Regions from separate parts of the Mus musculus genome. Here region 1 is linked to region 2. A link is a contact called in public HiChIP or PLAC-seq data. All regions are on one chromosome and are shown on one strand. Each heading gives the region's core, a stretch centred on a gene start, on an enhancer-like site or on the middle of the called end of the contact. The rest is flanking DNA. Distances are from core to core; before and after follow the strand shown. Region 1 overlaps Gm33981 (a long non-coding RNA gene). Region 2 has its middle 30 kb from the start of Btg1.

Evidence for each region. HiChIP or PLAC-seq counts read pairs in DNA pulled down with a chosen protein or histone mark.
Region 1: an H3K4me3 HiChIP or PLAC-seq map of embryonic basal ganglia shows a contact between it and region 2, with 4 times the contacts expected there. The contact joins two enhancer-like sites. A contact is called at or near these places in 5 of 115 datasets of contacts at active chromatin or transcription factors (differentiating embryonic stem cells, embryonic basal ganglia, embryonic forebrain and 2 more).

What each region holds. Positions count from the first base shown.
Region 1 is chr10:96,954,372-96,958,142 of GRCm38.p6, forward strand. All of the region lies in intron 1 of Gm33981 (a long non-coding RNA gene), which reads right to left. Among named protein-coding and RNA genes, the nearest start is that of Gm33981, 2.6 kb to the right of the region's middle. Within about 2 kb of position 1,335, at least 45 of the 459 cell types and tissues checked have an H3K27ac peak or open chromatin away from gene starts, as enhancers often do. A contact at or near this core is called in embryonic basal ganglia and embryonic forebrain, where this site is marked.
Region 2 is chr10:96,644,976-96,648,857 of GRCm38.p6, forward strand. No RefSeq gene overlaps it. Among named protein-coding and RNA genes, the nearest start is that of Btg1, 30 kb to the left of the region's middle. Within about 2 kb of position 1,251, at least 107 of the 459 cell types and tissues checked have an H3K27ac peak or open chromatin away from gene starts, as enhancers often do. A contact at or near this core is called in embryonic basal ganglia and embryonic forebrain, where this site is marked.

The DNA of each region.
Region 1 (3,771 bases), core at 85-2,584, 310 kb after region 2:
CCCTGTCATTAAGTGGCACATGTGTTAATATTCTCAGTTGGTACTTCAGTCTCATCAGTTTTTATATTGAGAGAGATCAGGGCTAATCAGCGAACAGGACTTGAAGGAGACTCTTTCAGACTAGTTTGCCACCATATTAGTTTCATTCCCGTGGGATTGTGTAGCTGATGCTGACTCTCAATTCCAAGTTTACCAAAGAATGTAAGTATAAAACCATTTTATCCTCTCAGAAATGTTTTGTAGTTTCTATAGGGACATGTGCTACAACTTAAGTCTGAGCCTACCAAGAACAGCACAGAGTAAAATCAGTTCAAAGATCAAGCTGATTTTGGATCCCACGTGGTGAACACACCTCACAGATCCAAGATAGTATCACCTCTGGCTTCCTAGTCCTTAAATCACACCTTCTTCATTGCTACTTGAGACATTTGTCTCAACAAATGAATGTTCTAGCATTCTACATAAATTGGGATAGCTCAAGCCACTTGGAGCAGATAATAAAATGCGAACAGCTTCAGTTTTTCAACTTAGTGAAAGCATATAGTTTTGAAAGAATGTGTGTGTACTTTAATGTGGAAAATTTTACGGATATTATTTGAGGAAATCAGTTATTTATTGGTGGTTATAGTTCCATGAGATCCATACATCAAAAATAAGTAGCAAAAATAGCTTCCTTTTCAACTTCAACCAAATGAGTTTAATTTGCATGCACCCAAAGTCCCGAGGACCTTGTTGCAGGCAGCAGCAATTCTGCCCAACATCAAAGACCCCAGAGATCAAAACAGAATCTAGCTCTGAAGCAGGGAGCCTCTCACTTCCAGCGTTAACAGGCATATTTGTTTCCTCTTTTGCTGTTGGTCAGTTCAAGGCACTATCAAAGTCCATAGATGCTACTGATGTCTGAATGGCTCCGTTTTAACCTTGGAAGCAGCGAGCACGTGGAGAGCCTGACAGGAGAGGGAAAACCTGTGGTCTCTGGAAACTTGAAGCCATATTGTGTGCAGTTAGGGACGTCCATGGTGCCTCATTTTCTCTCTGGAAGGAACTACAATTGCTGGCGCAGGACTGGATTTATGTGGTCATGCTCTCCCTTTCCTTTCAATTTGTTTTTAGCATGTGATCAACATGAAAATCTCAACCGTCCTTGCTGGAGCTGCCTGAGGCAAAAAGGGGGGCGGGGGGGGTTGCTTTTTTGCAGGGTTCTATCATCTGTTAGGCAGGCTTGTTTGACTCTCCTTGTTTTGTTTTCACAGAGGGGGAAGCCAGAGCCAATCAAACAGTAAGCTTCTGGCTGTCTTAAAAGCAGGCCAGGGTAGCTTAAGGGACGCTAACACTTTCAAAGATCATTTTTGTGTGCGAGACAGTGATTGAAGGCAGCATAGAAAAGAACACAACGGGATTCAATTCACGTGACAAAAGGAAATTGTACAAAGTCTAATCCATTCCCATTACAGTCTCAAGATTGTAATCTTCCTTGGATGCTAAGCCTAGGAGTGATTTCCACTCCCCCCCCGCCCCCCCCCCCCGACAATATGCATCATCAAGTTGCTTTCGAAGTGGTTCTGTGGGCTGGAGGGAGGCGGCTCGAGTTATATAACATGCAATTTAAGATAATGGCCTTTGAAAAGGAGAAATTAATATAAACAGAGGAGGCCAACAAAGCCTCAGTCATCTAGAAGGTGGTTTCAGTCACCGCTGACATTAAACAATATCCCCCCCACCGAGCCCACACGATGTTTATTATCATTTAATTTCTTGCTTTCTTATCTTAGTGAAGCAGGGATCTCAAGCTCCGTTATGACTACAATTGGTAGAAAAATGCATTCATCGAAGTGAGTAACGAGATTCAGAAACGAAGCTCTCTCTCCTAACCTTTTGAGGCTTTTAAACATTCTACCAGAAGCATTAGCAGAAAAACGGAGCTATAGCGTTTCCATAATTATCCCAGCAATGTCTTTGTTCTTGTAATGATAGGACCCATACTTTCAATTTGCAGTGCTTAATAATAGCAGCTGTCTTGTCTGCTCAACTGTGGGGTTTTAGGGCTCCCATAATTATTCATTTTCACGCACTTGACAGTGGGTGTTTCCTTGAAATATTTCAGGCCACATCCCAAGGAGGAATTACAAAAATCCTTTTTAAGGGTTTTGCTATACATAACAATATTGAATTATGCATTAATAAAACAAAGTTAATTGACTCAGAGGTGCATAAACCCCAATTAACAGTATACCTCGGTACTGAGACCATCGGACGCACGCACGGAGGCAAGCATAATGACTGTATCATTAATGCATGAGGGTGGGTTGTCTCTCAGGCCCTAAAACTACCCACTTTGTTTTTCATTGCTTCCACACTTTTTCCTCATCAAACCTCCTCTCCCACTTTTCATTTTCTTCCTTTGTTTTTAGACATGTGTTGGAATCATTTCAATAGATGTGTACTCATACTCTAGTAATACTGTTTTCTTTGTCCCTCTCCTCATATTTCTAAATAAAAGTTATTAATGACTACTTTAAAAGTATTTTTTGGGGGGGATATCTATCCATTCTGCAGACAATGTAGTGGGCACTCCTTCCTTCTGATATGCATGGAACTAATTGCAATGATAAATAAAGTATGAATATGTGGAGTAAGCAGGGTAAATCACTTTCCATTGCTGTTTGTTCTCAATGAAGAATTGTTTCATAGCAAGAATCCAACCCATGCTCTGTGTCACCACTGACAGCGATGGGCTTTAGTTTATGTGCACAAATTGCTTTTTTTCTGGCTGTGTTTATATGTGCCAGGAGAGTGGTTCTAAAGACAAGGGAGGTGGTTTTATGGACAAGCCTAGAGAGATGCTGCAGGAGGTAATTGAAAGAGAGAGGGTTTTATTACATAACAGGGGCTGCTGCATATGTGTGTGGTATGGGAGAGAAGGGTAGGTGGTGTTGTCAGGCATTTACGGAATATGCACAGGATATTCCACTAGAATATGAACACTCTTCTTTGGTCCTTTTATTAAAGGATTTGTCTCAATAGTAGGGTAGAGGAAAGATGTTACATGTAGATCATATTCTACAATTATAAATAATTCATTCTAATTTTAAACAAAGATGGATTATATATTTTCTATCAGCATAAAATTAATGCATAATTTAATTAATTTATTATTAAAAACTTTTAAAAAGGGCTGGAGAGATGGCTCAGCAGTTAAAAGCACCGACTGTTCTTCCAGAGGTCCTGAGTTCAATTCCCAGCAACCACATGGTAGCTTACAACCATCTGTAATTAGGTCTGATGCCCTCTTCTAGTGTGTCTGAAGAGAGCAACAGTGTACTCATATACATAAAATAAATAAATTTTAAAAAAACTTTTACAAAAGTATATGTCCTTGTTACTCTTATATGGATTTTATTAATTCACAATAGTATGAAAAGATTTATACTTTTCTTATTTATTGATGGTCCCTGAACAATTAAATTTATTTTTGATCTATTCATTTCTTTTTAAAGACTGTTATGCATTTTTGCTAAATTCGGGTTTGCTATTTTTTGTTTGAGTAAGTTTAATTCTTTTCCTCATCTAGTTCTGAAATTGGGGCTTAAAATAGTCCCACAGACGATACTGCTTATTTCTCTAAGTACTATTAAATGACCTAGAAAATACTCCTCATTATATATAAACAGGAGTGGGACTAATTTCTGGAACACATCAGAGTCCACCTGAGAAAGGTAGATATGTATGACCCTCCACCTAGTGGATGGCTTCATTCCTCCAAAGATGGAG
Region 2 (3,882 bases), core at 1-2,500:
CCCTGTACTGGGGCATACAAAGTAGGTACCTACTTACTTTTAAAATCATCATAATTGTCACATCTGTGTATAGCAAAGGTTCTCAACCCTTGGGTCATGGCTCCGGTTGGTAACCATCTCTCTCCAAAACTATTTATATTATAGTTCATAATAATAGCAAAATTATAGTTAATAAGTACTAAGGTAATAATTTTATGGTTGGGGGTGTCTCCATAACCCGAGGGTCATCATAACATAACTACAATTAAAGGGTTGTAGGATTAGGAAAGTTGAGAGCCACTTGTGTACAGGGACAGCTGCCTTAGGAGGCTTCCATTCTCTGAAGACTTCTTAGGTTGCTTAAGCCTAAATGGCACAATCCTGTCTTGATGTGACTTTCCTCCAGGAGGAACTATCTTAACTCAAGACATCAGACTTTTCCCCTCACAGAGATGGAAGGGGTGGGTGGAGAGCAGAGAGTTGGTCAGAAGGAAGGAGTTGATGTAATGACTGGGGGGGCAGGAATCACTGAAGAGTTTCTATACAGTGGCAGTACACAATTGACTGTGCACATTTGCAAAAACCCAACCCAAACAAACAAACAAACAAAAAAAACATACAAATGAAATCCCATAAATCGGACATTTGTCCTCCTCTCAGCGGAGCAGACAATTGTCCAAGTGGAGGTTGTTTCCTCTGTTTGGAAGACTGATGTCAAAATAATGAAAGCAATGAGAGACTCACATTGCCCCACCTCTCCATTTTCTAGTTGAAAATCACCTACCCAGCAAACATGTTGCCTAAATGCCCTGTGCACTGAGTTCAAGTTTACTCAGCCTCTCTCTCAGCCAGTCTTTGGATTCTTTTTGTCTCCTTAATTGTAAGAGAACAGTGATTTCAGTGGTGGTGGGAGATTTGGTGGGCTGTAATCTAAAATCCTGGAGGGCAAGGAGAGGATTTTTTCAAAAGAATCCAAAACCAAGCTTTTACAGCAGATGTTAAGAAGTTATGTGACAGCAAGAGATTCCAGTAAGGGACTTTCAAAGCTGGCTACTCCTTAGAAGACTTCTAGGAAGAAGAGCTCATTTTCCTCTCTCTCTCTCTCTCTCTCTCTCTCTCTCTCTCTCTCTCTCTCTCTCTCTGTGTGTGTGTGTGTGTGTGTGTGTGTAAGTGTAAGCAATTCGATAGGCAAAAAGACAAATAGGAACTCCCTTAAGTTCCTCTCTTCCCAACCCATTTGGCAATCCAGCGAGCAACCTTTGCTTTTGGCTGTTGGGTAAGACAATAGATATACAAGATAGTCACAAGGCAATCTCTCTATGTCCTTTATCAGGATTAGCTGTTACACCAATAAGCAAAACAGGGAGGTGGGGTTTTTCCATCACTGGCCTTTGCTGTTCCTGGGTGCCAGATGGCATTATATCCATGAAGGGAGAAAAAAAATGCTTCCAGTTTCAATGTTGACCAGGCGCTGTTACTTCCACTCGATCACACTGTTTGGGGCTCTCTTTGATGTACAAACTCTCCAAAGATAATGAAATGCGTTGGCAGCTGGCTAATGGCTGGGAAAGTGCAAACCCTGAATTGAACCCTTCCCATCCGACTATTCAGTAGCTAGGTAGTCAGGCCCAAGCTGCAGAAGGGGCAGAGAGGCTGGTTGCCAGGCAGGCCCTGAAGTCCCGGGCAAGCTGCTGCGTTGTCGTTCCCCTCTCCTCCCCCACACAGAAGTGGTCCGTGCCTGCTGTAGCAAAGGGAAAATAAATCCATCAGCGCCAAGCACGGGCTTATTTTGAGCTGGCTGCTGGAATTTATTTAAGAGCCTGGTGCTTACAGGTAAACAAAGCCATCCTCAGAAGGCGGGGCTTGGGAAGGTGATCTGAGAACTGTGGGTTTTCTTCAGTAGAGGAGGTAGAACCCGCATCTTTATGTAAAAACAGGGGGTATAAATTTAACTCTGTGGCTGCTGGTCTTTTCAGTGGCCTAGATCACTGGACAAATAGAGCATGGGTAATTGAAGGGGGCGGGGCTCTTCTCACTCCTTTCTCCTTGGCTATCTGATGCTCTTGCCTATCTCCACCACTACAGCCCCAGGAGAGTAGCATTGAATTTGTGGGACCCTCAGGCCTCACTTCTCAGTGCCAACCCCGCAGCTGAATTGGTCCCCAATGTGGTTCTGTCTTCTAGACCCTCTTTCCCCCTAAAATAAGCAACAACAACAGATCACTTTTGCACTTTTTGTTCTTTTGGGACAGGGACTTGCTATGCAGCTCAGACTGGCCTGGAACTCACACCATCCCACCATCCCCCACCTGCCTCCGACCTCAGAGTGCTGTGATCTCAGGCCTGCACCACCCTGCCAAGCTACAATTATTTCCTTTGTTCCTAGAATGTAAGTCTGAATTCTATAGGGGACAGGCCAGCCCTATGGGTTGACAACCAAAAAAAAAAAAAGGTAGAAAAATACTTAAAAGAATATGAGGGGGAGACAGCTGGGTCCGAAAGGTGCTTATCATGCATTGATGAGACCTGAGTTCAATTCCTAGCACCCAGGCTAAACAACGTGTGTGGAAGCTTGTGATTTCAATCCCAGTGTTGGGGGATGCTGAAGTAAGCAGATTGATGGGCTCTCTGACCAACTAGCCTGCCCAGTCAACCAGCCCCAGGTCCTCAAAAACAAGTTAGGATAGCTTCTGAGGAATGTCTGTGGAGGGTGGTCTCTTAGCATCCTCAAACAAGTACGCAGTGCGCGCGCGCGCGCGCACACACACACACACACACACACACACACACACACACACACACACACATAGACAGAGACACAGAGAGAGAGAGAGACAGGCAGAGAGACAGAGAGACAAAGACCACAAGCATATTTTTGGAGTTATGGTAACTGATCGAGATTTAGAAAGGTTGGTATCTCTAAGTAAGACTGTAGCCATCCATGCATAGATGCCCCGTGGCTGCATTAGCAGCCGCAGAGGTTTCAGAGCCCGACTGTGCGGCACACACAGCATTTATTAAACAACATGCCCCCTTCCAGAGAAACTGTGCCCCCCTTGAAGCTTTCTGTAGGACTTGACTCATTCCCTTAGCCCATCCCTAAAGCCTTCGTATCAGTTTGGTTGGCCCAGAAGCTCTCACAGCCCCACTGTTTTCATCACTTTTATCTGGAAAAAACAACAACAACAAAAGATTATTATAGTTAGTGGTTAGGCATTGCTTTCCCTTTTATCTCGCTGAAAATGGAACCAACTTTTTCAGGTTTTTTTTTTTTTTCCTAAAGCTTCCTTCCTGAACCCTGCCTTAGACTTACAGTCAGCCTACGTGTTGCCCTTTAAACAAATGCTGGGGTATGAATTGCCTGAAGGGCATTGTTTCTGCCTGAGTGGAAATTTAAGTGGACTGATGGGTTCAGATGATAAAACTTCTTCTGGTGCCTTTTTTTTTTTTTTTAACGTTCAAGTCTCCATCTGCCAATCCACAGGACTGGGCTCATAGCCCAAGGTTGCAAATGTATCTGAACAGAAATGAATCTGCCCATCCTAGAACCTGAATTATGCCTCTGAATCTGCTGCTTTGGACAATTCCAACAGAGTTGACTGAGCTCTGTTTGGTTTTGGGGTTTGTCTATTTTTGAGACAAGAGTCTCACTATCCAGACAAGACTGGCTTCAAAGTCCTACAAATCGAATGGCCTCTGCCTTCCAAGAGCTGATATTGAAGGCACATGACACCATACCAGGCCTTTGTTTGGTCTTTTTGAGTCAGGGACTTGAGTTCTAGTTCAGGGTGGCCTTGAACTCAGAACCATCTTGCCTCAGCCTCCCAAGTGAGTGCTGCCTTTATAAGGGGTACATCATGTTCAACCATGGCTTTCAAAACAAGTCTTGGCTACCTTCTCTCT